Regions from separate parts of the Hordeum vulgare genome. Here region 1 is linked to region 2. A link is a contact called in public Hi-C data. All regions are on one chromosome and are shown on one strand. Each heading gives the region's core, a stretch centred on a gene start, on an enhancer-like site or on the middle of the called end of the contact. The rest is flanking DNA. Distances are from core to core; before and after follow the strand shown. Region 1 holds the start of LOC123448176 (long chain acyl-CoA synthetase 6, peroxisomal-like). Region 2 holds the start of LOC123448175 (heavy metal-associated isoprenylated plant protein 33-like).

Region 1 (5,824 bases), core at 287-2,786, 790 kb before region 2:
CTTGTACCTAGGTATCTACAATCTCTGAAAGTCTCAACTGCATTCCTGTTCAATTAAAGATAGCAAGGACACTATACATGAGATATTGTTAAGGTACTGCGATTGGAATAATATGAAATACGACCATATAGACACACTAGGAGCAGCTAGAGACTTTTGGCATGGCACACTGATTGTCCATACTAAGGGTCACTTTAGCAAAACATCCCATCAGCCCAAGGTTTTCAAAAACATGTAAGACTACGAATATCATATCATTGAGCATTTATTTTTCTTATCAACAACTTAGGCTGCGCCAACTCATTTTGCCAGTTTTAAACAAAATCTTCAGACAAAAGCTTCTATATTTATATTCAAGTTATTTTGCAGCTCTTGATTTTTACGGCGGCAAGTTTCCTCTGGCAACAAAAGTAAGAAACCAAAGAAAAAGAGAGTCCCAACTTGCATTAGTTTGTGCCAAACCCATAGATTTATTACTCAATAGAAATAAGTGTGTTAGAATAACCTTGATGGCACTTCCGAATTGTATCACTTTCTGTGAGCTCTAGGTCACCCTGTGCCGTCATAACTCTTTTATAACTTAATGAAATGCACGAGAACGTATTCTCTCAAAAACAAAGAAAAGAAATACAGTGATAAATAACTGAAGTGATTAACACCAAGGGTTCTACCGGCGAGCAGCATGGGCAAGCCAGCCTGGGATCGTATCCTCACTGCTGCTTTATTTAGCCAGTTGGCTGGTTTCTCCTAGCTACCATTCGTATTTATTTTATTTCTGATAAATAACTGAATTATTTTGTCAAGAGAGAAATTAAGGTGAGTATGCTTACACAAAGTTATCATGCAACGTCCCAATGTCTGGGTGGTCTGAAAATCTATCTATCAGCGTTATAGGTGAATGTGCAGATCTGCACAAGATTAGAAGCGCAATTATGAGTCACGAAATAGGCAAAAATGCAACATAACATTATGGTTCCTGACTGTAGATCTGCCAGAGATTAGAAGCGCAATTATGAGTCAAGACATAAGCAAAATGCAGCAAAATATTATACTGCCTCAAGAACCTACCGGTACACGTTCCACTTCCCAGTCTTTAACTTCTCAGGGAGGACAGCGCTGTAGCCAAGCACTGGAGGAACTAATTGCAATAAGTTTCTGGCGATCGGTGAGCTATATTTGAAACAAATGAAGAAAAAAAAGTCCTTGTCCCTCGCTCGCTTGGGGGTACTGGTACAGTAGTGCCGTCCAGCGAGTCAACGGCGGGCAGGGGAAGAAAGATAGAGGGCCTGGGATGCGTGCGTACCGTGGGCGTACTCCCCTGCGGTGGGATTGGGGCCGAGGCTATCGGAGGTGCAGCGGTCGGCGGTTGCTTGGGGCTGAAGGTGGGCGGAGACGGCGCGGAGGCGGCGCTCGGTTGCGTCCATCGGTGGGTTTGCCGTAGCTGGCGCTGCTGGGCAGGGTAGGTGGGGGAGCAGAGCGGAGGGGAAACGGAATGTGTACCGCGTGGGAGAAGAGCGGAGACGGAGGTGTTTGGACAAAACGGGCAACAGAGGAAGAATTTCTTCGAATTTGGGCACAATTCGTTTGGTCTTTTTGGTTCGAGAGATCTTCCTACACGCGAACGCGCGCATTATTAGAAAATTGACCTCCCATGTAATTTTTTTAAAACACCCTTATATTACGAGGTGTGCTTCGACTCATCTTTTTAAAAGATCAACCAGATCGTGAAATGTCTACATCAAACGAGCTGAGTACATTTTCATCACTGCAGGTCTACAACACAGGTCTTGTTGTAGAATTATATAATATGATTCTTGTAGCAGAATTTTCTTGCACCAACTGTTTTATTGTGATTTTCTTTTTTTGCAATTAAGATTTTGTTACAATTTATTTTCGCAACTGAGATTTTACCAATAGAGATTTTGTTGTAAAACATAGATCCGTCGTAGGTTATTATAACAGGATATATATTTCAGAAACATAGTCCCTACTACAGAACCGCTATGCGGGAACGTCGTTTGGACGCGTGTCATACAAGGAAAGTGACGGACGCGGCCACTGCAATGGTTAGCTTTTCCTTTATAATATATTTATCAATTAATCAAAAGGTTATTACAATCACTCATTACACCTTGCACGGCAGGATAGAGTTAGGGTCTGTTTGGAACTGCTCTGCTCCTTAAAATTCAGCTCTGCTTCAGAAAAGACAAGCCAAACGGGGTAGCTCCACGATATGCCGCTCCGAAAAAAAACTAGAATCTGGGGTAGAACTTCAAAGTTTTTATGAAGCTCCTGAGACGGTGCTTCAAAAAACTCTAGAAGCTAGAGTTGGGGGAAAATTACCCACCACTGCCACCAGTAAGTGGATACCCCTTCGTTTATTTCCCCTCAACCAATCAAATAGATTGTTTCCATCAGATTTTCTATTTTTGAAGCTGGAGCTAGATGGAAGCCAAACATTCTCTTAATAGTGATATAGCTTCTGTATGAAACTGCTTCAAAGTGAATTTGATGAAGTGAAGCTAATTTTGATGAATTGAATCAGTCCCAAATAGGCCCTTAATAAGCAATCCGTCCGACCTACTACTAAAACTAAACTTAACAATCTCATATGCCACCTCATTGGCACGCCAATTTATTTCTGAAGAACTCAAATTTTGAAACATCTTGGGAATACTCATAGCCTCTTTCTTCATATCAATAAGAGCGGACATGTCAAGCTTCTCATTTGCAAGGAAAGAATGTACGAAAGCGCAGTTAGTCTCCAAAATAATAGACTGGTGAAGGACGAAAGGACGTTGATGCCGCCTAGAGGGGGGTGAATAGGCGTTGTCGATGCCGCCTAGAGGGGGGTGAATAGGCGTTGTTGATGCCGCCTAGAGGGGGGTGGATAGGCGCTTTAAAATAAATACGGTCTAGGCTTGAACCAATGTGAAATAAAACTAACGTTTAGTTTGTCAAGCACAAAACCTAAAACAACTAGGTCCACCTATGTGCACCAACAACTTATGCTAAGTAAGATAAACAACTAAGTGATAGCAAGATATATAACATGAAATAACATGGTTATTACAAAGTAAAGTGCATAAGTAAAGGGCCCGGGTAAGAGATAACTGAGGCACTTGGAGAAGACTATGTATCCCCAAGTTCACACCCTTGCGGATGCTAGTATCTGTTTGGTACGGTGTGAAGGCACGATGCTGCCCAAGAAGTCACTAGGGCCACCATAATCTCCTTGCGCCCTTGCACAATGCAATATGTCGTGATTCCATAAAGGGGCCCTTGAAGGCGGTCACCGAACCCGTACAAATGGCAACCCTTGGGGCGCTCATCAAACTTGTACACTTTGGTAACCCTTGGCGGCGGTCAACGGAACCCATACAAAATGCTCGGGGCAATTTCCACAACCTAATTGGAGACACCGATACTTGTTCGGAGCTTTACACCATAATGATTGAGCTTTGAGACACCACCAACCGTCTAGTGCGCGAGAGCACCCAAGAGGCACAAGCTCTAGGGTGCAAAACATCCAAGAGTAATAAACTTCTCAACTTTTCACTACCATGAATCACCGTGGAGAACTCAAACCGATGCAACTAATGCAATGGTAAGAACACACGAAGTGATCAAGTCCCTCACACTCAAACTCCACCACAATAACAAAAGCTATGAAGGAATATGAGAGGAAGAATAGGGAGCTCACAAAGAACTCCAAGATCTAGATCCAAGGGGTTCCCCTCACTTAGAGGAGAAGATGATTGATGGAAATGTAGATCTGGATCTCCTCTCTTTTTTCTCTCAAAAACGAGCAAGAATGATTGAAGGGATTGAGAATTAGCAAGCTCGAAGAAGGTCAACAAAGGGGGGCAAACACGAAGTCAAGATATAAAGGAGCAATGGGGAAGAAGACCCCCTTTTATAGGCCTCCCCAAATCCAACTGTTATGCGCAGTGGTCGTGCACAAGCAGTACTACCGTTTGGTTGAGCGGTACTACTGCTTAGTGTGGTGGTTCCAGAAAAAACGTGCAAACGGCAGAAACCTCGAGACGGTAGTGCCACCGGAGCGGTACTACCGGCTGATCCAATGCTACTATCCCTGGGGATGCAATATCAAGGTAAGCGGTAGTAGAGAGAGAGAGCAGGGCGGTAGTACCGTTCCCTACTACCACACTACTACGTCTAAGATGAATAAGAGACCAACACCACAAAATAAGTAATAGTAGCAGCGGTATTAGAGAGCGGTAGTACCACGTGGGCGGTACTACCACCCTACTACTGTGCTACTGTCGTGAGTGAAGAGCAGACCAATAGAACCAGCAAATAAGCAGTAGTAGCAACGGTAGTACATAGCGAAAGTACCGCCTAAGTGGTATCACCGTGGTACCGAGCGGCACTACCGCCTGAGTACTGAAAACTGTCATGAGAAATGAAACTCTCATAACTTTCGCATACGAGCTCCGAATTGAGCAAACTCAAGCTTGTTGGATGGTGGACGACAAGAGCTATCCTATGGCGAATGGTTATATTAAGAACAAGCAATGGAGAATATATGCCACTAGGATAAGGAAGATGACCTTCCCAGATATGATCCGGCAAAATCTCCAACTCCAAAAACACAATGATGATGCATACTGATACGTCCATTTTGCATCATGCTTTTATATCGATATTTATTGCACTATGGGCTGTTAATACACATTATGGTACAATACTTATGCATTTTCTCTCTTATTTTACAAGGTTTACATAAAGAGGGAGAATGTCGGCAGCTGGAATTCTGGTCCGGAAAAGGAACAAATCTGAGAGACCTATTATGCACAACTCCAAAAGTCCTGAAAACTTACGGAGAATTATTTTGGAATATATAAAAATATTGGGCAAAATAAATACATCAGGGGATCCACCAGGTGTCCACAAGCCAGGGCGTGCCCTACCTGTAACGCCCAAGATGCGATCCTATCCTTATTTTGGTGCGAGGGCCTCGACGGGGATAGAAGCGCATCTCGTCGTTTCGCAAGAATGGATATCGTTACAAGTACATGTAATGAAGAGAAGAGTATATGGAATTAGCTTACACTCGCCACAAGCTACATCGGAGTCACATCAGTACAATACATAAATATCACGAAGAAGAGCAGGGTCCGACTACGGACGAAAACAAACGAGAAAAGAACGATGTCCATCCTTGCTATCCCAGGCCGCCGGCCTGGAACCCATCCTAGATCGATGATGAAGAAGAAGAAGAAACTCCAAATGAACAATCATCGCGCTCACATCAAGTAACCTTTACTTGTACCTGGTGTTGTAGTAATCTGTGAGCCAAAGGCGACTCAGCAATCTCATTTCCAAAGGTATCAAGACTAGCAAAGCTTAATAGGTTAGACATGCATGGGTAAGTGGTGAGGTTGCAGCAGCGACTAAGCATTTATTTGGTGGCTAACTTACGAGTACAAGAATAAAGAGGGAGATGATCTACGCATAGCGGACGTGAACTATTGATGATCAAATGAATGATCATGAACACTTACTTACGTCAGACATAACCCCACCGTGTCCTTGATCGGAGAAGGAGCTCGCGAAAGAGACAGTCACGGTTACGCACTCAGTTGGCATGTTTTAATTAAGTTAACTTCAAGTTGTCTAGAACCAGTGTTAAACAAAGTTTCCACGTTGCCACATAACCGCGGGCACGACTTTCTGAAAGGTTTAACCCTGTAGGGGTGCTCCAACTAGTCCATCACAAACTACCACATGCTGCGACGGAATGACCTCGATCAGGGAAACCCGTGATCTCCTCGGGTCCCTATTGGAAAACCTCAACCTC
Region 2 (5,710 bases), core at 876-3,375:
TCATTAGGACACTTCATAATTTATTCCACTCTTGTTGTCTTTCAGGTCAAGAAAAAAGACGAGGTATCTCTGCGAGAAACTACCTTTTCTTTACGCCTGTGGTCTTTTGAAAATCTCATCTACCCCCTTTGATGGAAGGTTGATTCTGTGTGGACTTGGATATGATTCTGAAATATATCCGGAGATTGCACAAAGCTCTACAGCATCGCACTACAATGGCAATATGAAGCTTTGGTTCGAGTTGGGCTCACTACACTTGGGCATACCGGACTACAAGAAGTACCGGAGGAGGTTTCTCACTCGAAAAGATCGCTTCATGGAAAGTGCAATGTAAATCCGTGTCACACTTCATCAGAACCATCGACAACAGTTTGTGACGTCCAGTGGCCTCCTCCCTAGAATCATGTCTCTACCGACCGGATGCCTATAGCTCCCAAGAGATGCACTGTCATTGGCTACAATCGACAACAAACTTCACGCATCAGTTGAACATGAGAAGATGTCCTGCCATTGGCTACCAGTGCCATTGGTATTGAGCAGACGCAGCATCATCTGTCCATTGCACTGAATAGATTGATTGATGGTTTCATTACCTTGTGATTTGTTCTGTCGTCGATGCAAAGATCCATTTCATATTTCTCTCTTTTCTAATAAGAGCACAAACAAACATGTAATCTCATTTTTTGGCTGTTAGCTGTAGCGGGGTGATTAATTTTTTTGGTAGTTTGGCGCTTGTGAAATTGTGGATGGCCTGTATATTGTTTGCTGGAATGCCATATTTTCTGCAAGGCCTCGAGGGACGGACTCATTTGTTATCCTGAGTGTTGTGGTGTCCATGGGTCCTTTGTGCATCTAAATTGGTGTGTCCATGATTTGGCATGCTAGGCGCAAGAGATGTATCGGTGCACCAAAGGCATGATTAGCACCTCTAATAGCCTTGTGATAGCACATAAAGGAACACGTAGGCGCGGAAATGAAACTTGGCCAACGAGGAATCTGAAACTTCAATAGGCACTAGCTTCTTGTTCAGGTACGAAGAATGGGCGCATTGATCTCACTTTTATATGGTGCGGACCTCTTGTAAAAGCACACAAGTTGATATTACAATTCCATAGCATAAGAGGTATTAGCCTTGTTTTTTTTCCTAACACTGATGTCGTGGAGATTTTATTAAAAATTCATGCCCTTGGATAAGTACTATAAAATTACACTGCAATATTATTTATACAATACCTTTTCTACCTTTTTTTTAAAGTCTAAGTGGTTAATGGCCGAGAGAGAAATTTAGTATGCGCTGTGTTCATATAGGTGTAATCAAAATAAATAAATTAATAACCCGTGATAACGCACGAACTTTTTACTAGTCATACATAGATGTACATCTCAAGGAAGACTATGAGGAGGGGTCCGAAGAAGAGGGAGACTATGAGACCCTGTTCCATATAATTTTCTTTCCTCGGGTGATGCTTTTTTGAACACGGTAAACATTTTAGTTTAATGACAACTCATTCATCTGAATCAGCCCATAACCACGCAAAAAATAAAACTGTACGAATAAAACCAGGGTTAACGACGTAACCTAACGGCAAACTTCTCCGGCTGGACAGTGGGACTCGCGGCCATCCACACTCACAGAGCCTCTCTCTCTTTGGGTTTTCAATTGGCAGCAGAACAAGACAAATAAAAGCTAGCTAAAGAATTGGCAGCGGACCCGTGTTAGACTGCTTTTTAGAAAAAACTGAACCGACATTGGTAACCGTAGTTATTATAAAGCCCCGGGTACCTCACATGTTCAACATCTGTCTCTGCTTACTGACTGAACCACATTTAGCTACTCTGACCCATATTTAGTTACTACTACTAGTAATACTACTAATTGATTGAAAGATTAGGCAAAAGCTAAAGGCTTCTAATCCATCCCCAAAGCCCAAAGACCGGAGGAATAAATCTTGAAAAGGGTAAAGAGTAATTTCCTTCCCAGCTTTTCCGAAGTCCTGAAGATAGAGAGAGAGAGAGAGTAGAGATAGAGAGTGAGGGTGCTCGCTCTCTCTCTCTCTCCTCCCTCTGGCCTCCCCTATTAATTTCCTTCTAGTTTTCTGCAAGCACACACTCTGATAAGCCTCCCCCCCCCTCCCCCCCTCTCTCCAGCGCTCGCTCTTTGTGTGAGTGTGGGACGGGACAGTTATTATATTATCTTCAGCAAGAAGGCAGTTCCTCCTTCTCTCGCCCTCACACTGTCACACACACTCACGCTCTACGAGAGAGAGAGAGAGAGAGAGAGAGAGAGAGAGAGAGAGATGGAGAGCAATGTTTCCTGGTAGCTGCCTTCTTCCTGCTCTCCTGCCCCTGATTTGAGCCCCCCTCCGCGTCCGTTTCCTCTGCACCAGATCTGCGGGGCGCTTCTCGTCGTTGTGCCGCTGCGTTTCGGCCAGCAAGTCAGCCATGAGCAAGGAGGATGTGCTCAAGATACAGGTGAGGTTCTTCCTTCCTTGCTTTGCTTCCTCCCAACTCAAGACATTCTCCCGCATGTTCCTTCTTGTTTCTGCTGCCATGGAATTTCCGTGAGGTTGCTTGCTTGCTCCTATGTCTGATCCCTGCATGCTGTTCGTGTTTCTTTGTTTGTTCGTCCCCAAATCCACAGACCTGCGTGCTCAAGGTGAACATCCACTGCGATGGGTGCCAGAAGAAGGTGAAGAAGATCCTCAGCAAGATCGATGGTAAGTAATGGATCGACTTCTGGTTGTCCGTCTTGTTTAGCTGTTCCGCCGGGAGAATGTGTTGGATTCATCCCTCTTGTTTGCAGGCGTGTACCAGAGCTCCATCGACCCGGAGGAGGGCAAGGTGATGGTGTCCGGGCTGGTGGATCCGGACACCATCATTAAGAAGCTCAACAAGGGCGGCAAGCCGGCTGTGCTCTGGGGTTCCAAGCCCGGTGGCGTCGCCAACCAGTTCCAGAAGCTCCACCTAGACGGTGGCGGCGGCGGTAAGGGCCAGCAGCCCAAGGACGCCGGCGGCAAAGGCCATGCCAAAGATGCCGGCGGCAAGGCCCACAAGGGAGGCGGTGGCGGCAAGGACGCAAAGATGGCGATGCCGCAGCCGACCCCGCAGCAGATTCAGCAAATGCAGCAGCAGATGCAGATGAAGGGCCCGACGCCGCAGCAGCTTCAGCAGCTGCAGCAGCAGATGCAGATGAAGGGCGCGCCGACGCCGCAACAGCTCCAGCAGCTGCAGCAGCAGATGCAGATGAAGGGAGCGCCGACCCCGCAGCAGCTCCAGCAGCTGCAGCAGCAGATGCAGATGAAGGGCGCGCCGACCCCGCAGCAGCTCCAGCAGCTGCAGCAGCAGATGCAGATGAAGGGGCTCAAGCTGCCGCCGCAGTTCATGGGTGCCGCCGCGGCGAAGATGCCTTTCCCGGCGGGTGCGCCGGCCAAGGACCCCAAGTCCGTCAAGTTCAACATCCCCGACGACGGCTGGGGCGACGACGGCGGCAGCGAGTTCGACGACGAGTTCGACGAATTTGACGACGACGAAGATTTCGACGATGATGGCTTCGAAGACGACTACTACGACGACCCCAAGATGATGATGAAGCAGATGGCCATGCCGCCGAACGCCGGCGGGGGCGACAAGAAGGGCGCTAGCAATGGTGGGAAGAAGGGCGGTGGAGGAAACGAGATCCCGGTGCAGATCAAGGGGAACGGCAACAACGGCGGCAAGAAAGACGCAGGTGGCAAGCAGCAGCACCAAGGCGGCAACGGCAACGGCAACGGCGGTGGTAAGAACGCAGGCGGTGGTGGGCAGCCGAACAACGTCAAGGGAGGAGCACCGGTCCAGGGGAAGAAGGGCGGCGGCGTTGGTGGCCCGGCAGCAGCGATGGGCGGCCCGATTGGCGGCGGCATGCAGCCGCAGCAGCAGGCCATGTTCAGGCCTAACATGATGGGCGGCGCCGGTTTCCCCGGCATGGGCGGTCCCATGGGCCACCCCCACGCGGCGAGCAGCGCTCAGGCTGGCCGCGCCATGCAGGGCATGCCGCCGGCTGGGTTTTACCAGGGCGCTGGTGGCGGCGGCGGTGGCATGCCGTCCGGGGCAGAGATGCTGCAGGCTGCCGCTGCGGCCGGGAACCCCATGGCGCAGCAGCAGTACATGGCACTGATCCAGCAGCAGCAACAGCAGCAGCAGATGACAATGCTGCAACAGCAGCAGCAGCAGCAAATGATGATGAACGGCGGCCACGGCGGCGGCGCGGGAGGGTACCCGCAGATGGGCTACGGGCCAGGTTACGGGCGGCCGCCGATGGGCTCGTACCCGATGCCAACCGCCTATGCGATGCCGCCACAGCCACCAGCGGGCGAGCCTTACAACTACTTCAGCGACGAGGACCCCAACAGCTGCTCGGTGATGTGAGAGATGATGGATCGCGCCACCGCCGCTCATGGTTGAAAGGAAGGCCATGATGAATCTGGCAGTGACATGGGGCAGCAACAAGTCCCATCTAGATCGGTCCTCTTCTGTTTCTTCTTGATTAATTTAGCTTCTACATTTTCGCCTTTTATTTCAATCAAGCTTAAAAAAGGGACAAGAGCCGTGAGACCTGCTTGAAGGCGAGTGTAGGTACAGTAATTATCTATAGATGTCATAAGAGATGAATGCTCCCATGCTGTTACAGTTGAAGAACAATGTGATTGACTGATGGTAGATCAATGAACAGTATGCAAAATAACTATGGTGTCAATGCTCTGTCTTGTGTATGCAAAATAACTATGGTCTCGGTGCTCTGTCTTGTGTTGCATTCTGCACCGGTATGACTTAAAATCATATAGTTTTAAATAGCCAGCGCCTTTAAGCCAACATAGGAGAAGTTGGATCGGGTTCTGACCAACTGATCATAGTCCATGCCTTGCAAAGGGCCAAATCAGCCAACATAGGAGAAGTTGGTTCGGGTTCTGACCAACTGATCATAGTCCATGCCTTGCAAAGGGCCATATCGGATAACACATCACTATATATAGCGCCGTTAAGCGAATATTGCTGGAGGCCTTCAAATTCAAACTTCAAATTCAGTGCAAATTTGTATTTTAATGTTTCAAAAAATTCTGAAAAAAAAATACATAGATAAATGAAGGTATAATACACAAGTGTGTAAATTTTCAGAACAAAATACGTTGAAATAAGGGCTGTGCAAAATCGACAAATCTGAGGCTGTTTACTATTCATCATTTCAGACCATGAATTTGTTTTTTTGTACAGATCACGATTTAAAGTATTTTGACCTGAAATTTTACACACATGTCGGTTACATCCTTACATACATGCATATTTTTTTCAGAATTTTTTGAACCATAAAAATTTCAATTTGAATTTTTCAAAAATAAAGGCATCCATGGCTCCCGGGAGCCAAAACGCCATTCTCGCCGTTAAGCCAACATATTGAAGTCGGATCGGGTTCTGACCAACTGATCATAGTCCATGCCTTGCAAAGGGCCGATATCCATGCCTTGCAAGGGGCCATATCGGATAACACATCACTATCGATCGATTCTCGGAAAGTGATACATATGGGTAACAAAAATATTTTCTCTCGATTCTGAGAAAGTGATTTATATTGGTAACAAAAATATTTTCTCTTTTGAATTAAGTTGGTTCGAGAGAGAAGGATTGATGGATTTCATTGCTGCTGAATGGGTCAGGGAATCTGGTGGGTCATCTAGTA

What was found. Hi-C and Micro-C count contacts between places; a contact is called where the count stands out from the background.
Region 1: a Hi-C map of seedling shows a contact between it and region 2, with 2.8 times the contacts expected there. The contact joins the promoter of LOC123448176 here to the promoter of LOC123448175 in region 2. A contact is called at or near these places in 1 of 6 Hi-C or Micro-C datasets (seedling) and 1 of 1 datasets of contacts at active chromatin or transcription factors (embryo).

The regions. Positions count from the first base shown.
Region 1 is chr4H:142,097,875-142,103,698 of MorexV3_pseudomolecules_assembly, reverse strand. LOC123448176 (long chain acyl-CoA synthetase 6, peroxisomal-like) reads right to left here and starts at 1,536. Exons shown (of 24, transcript XM_045124983.1): 1 at 1,304-1,536; 2 at 1,069-1,129; 3 at 831-908; 4 at 1-45. The coding sequence starts at 1,424.
Region 2 is chr4H:141,309,663-141,315,372 of MorexV3_pseudomolecules_assembly, reverse strand. LOC123448175 (heavy metal-associated isoprenylated plant protein 33-like) reads left to right here and starts at 2,125. Exons shown (of 3, transcript XM_045124982.1): 1 at 2,125-2,472; 2 at 2,642-2,717; 3 at 2,804-4,720. The coding sequence starts at 2,443. The coding sequence ends at 4,404.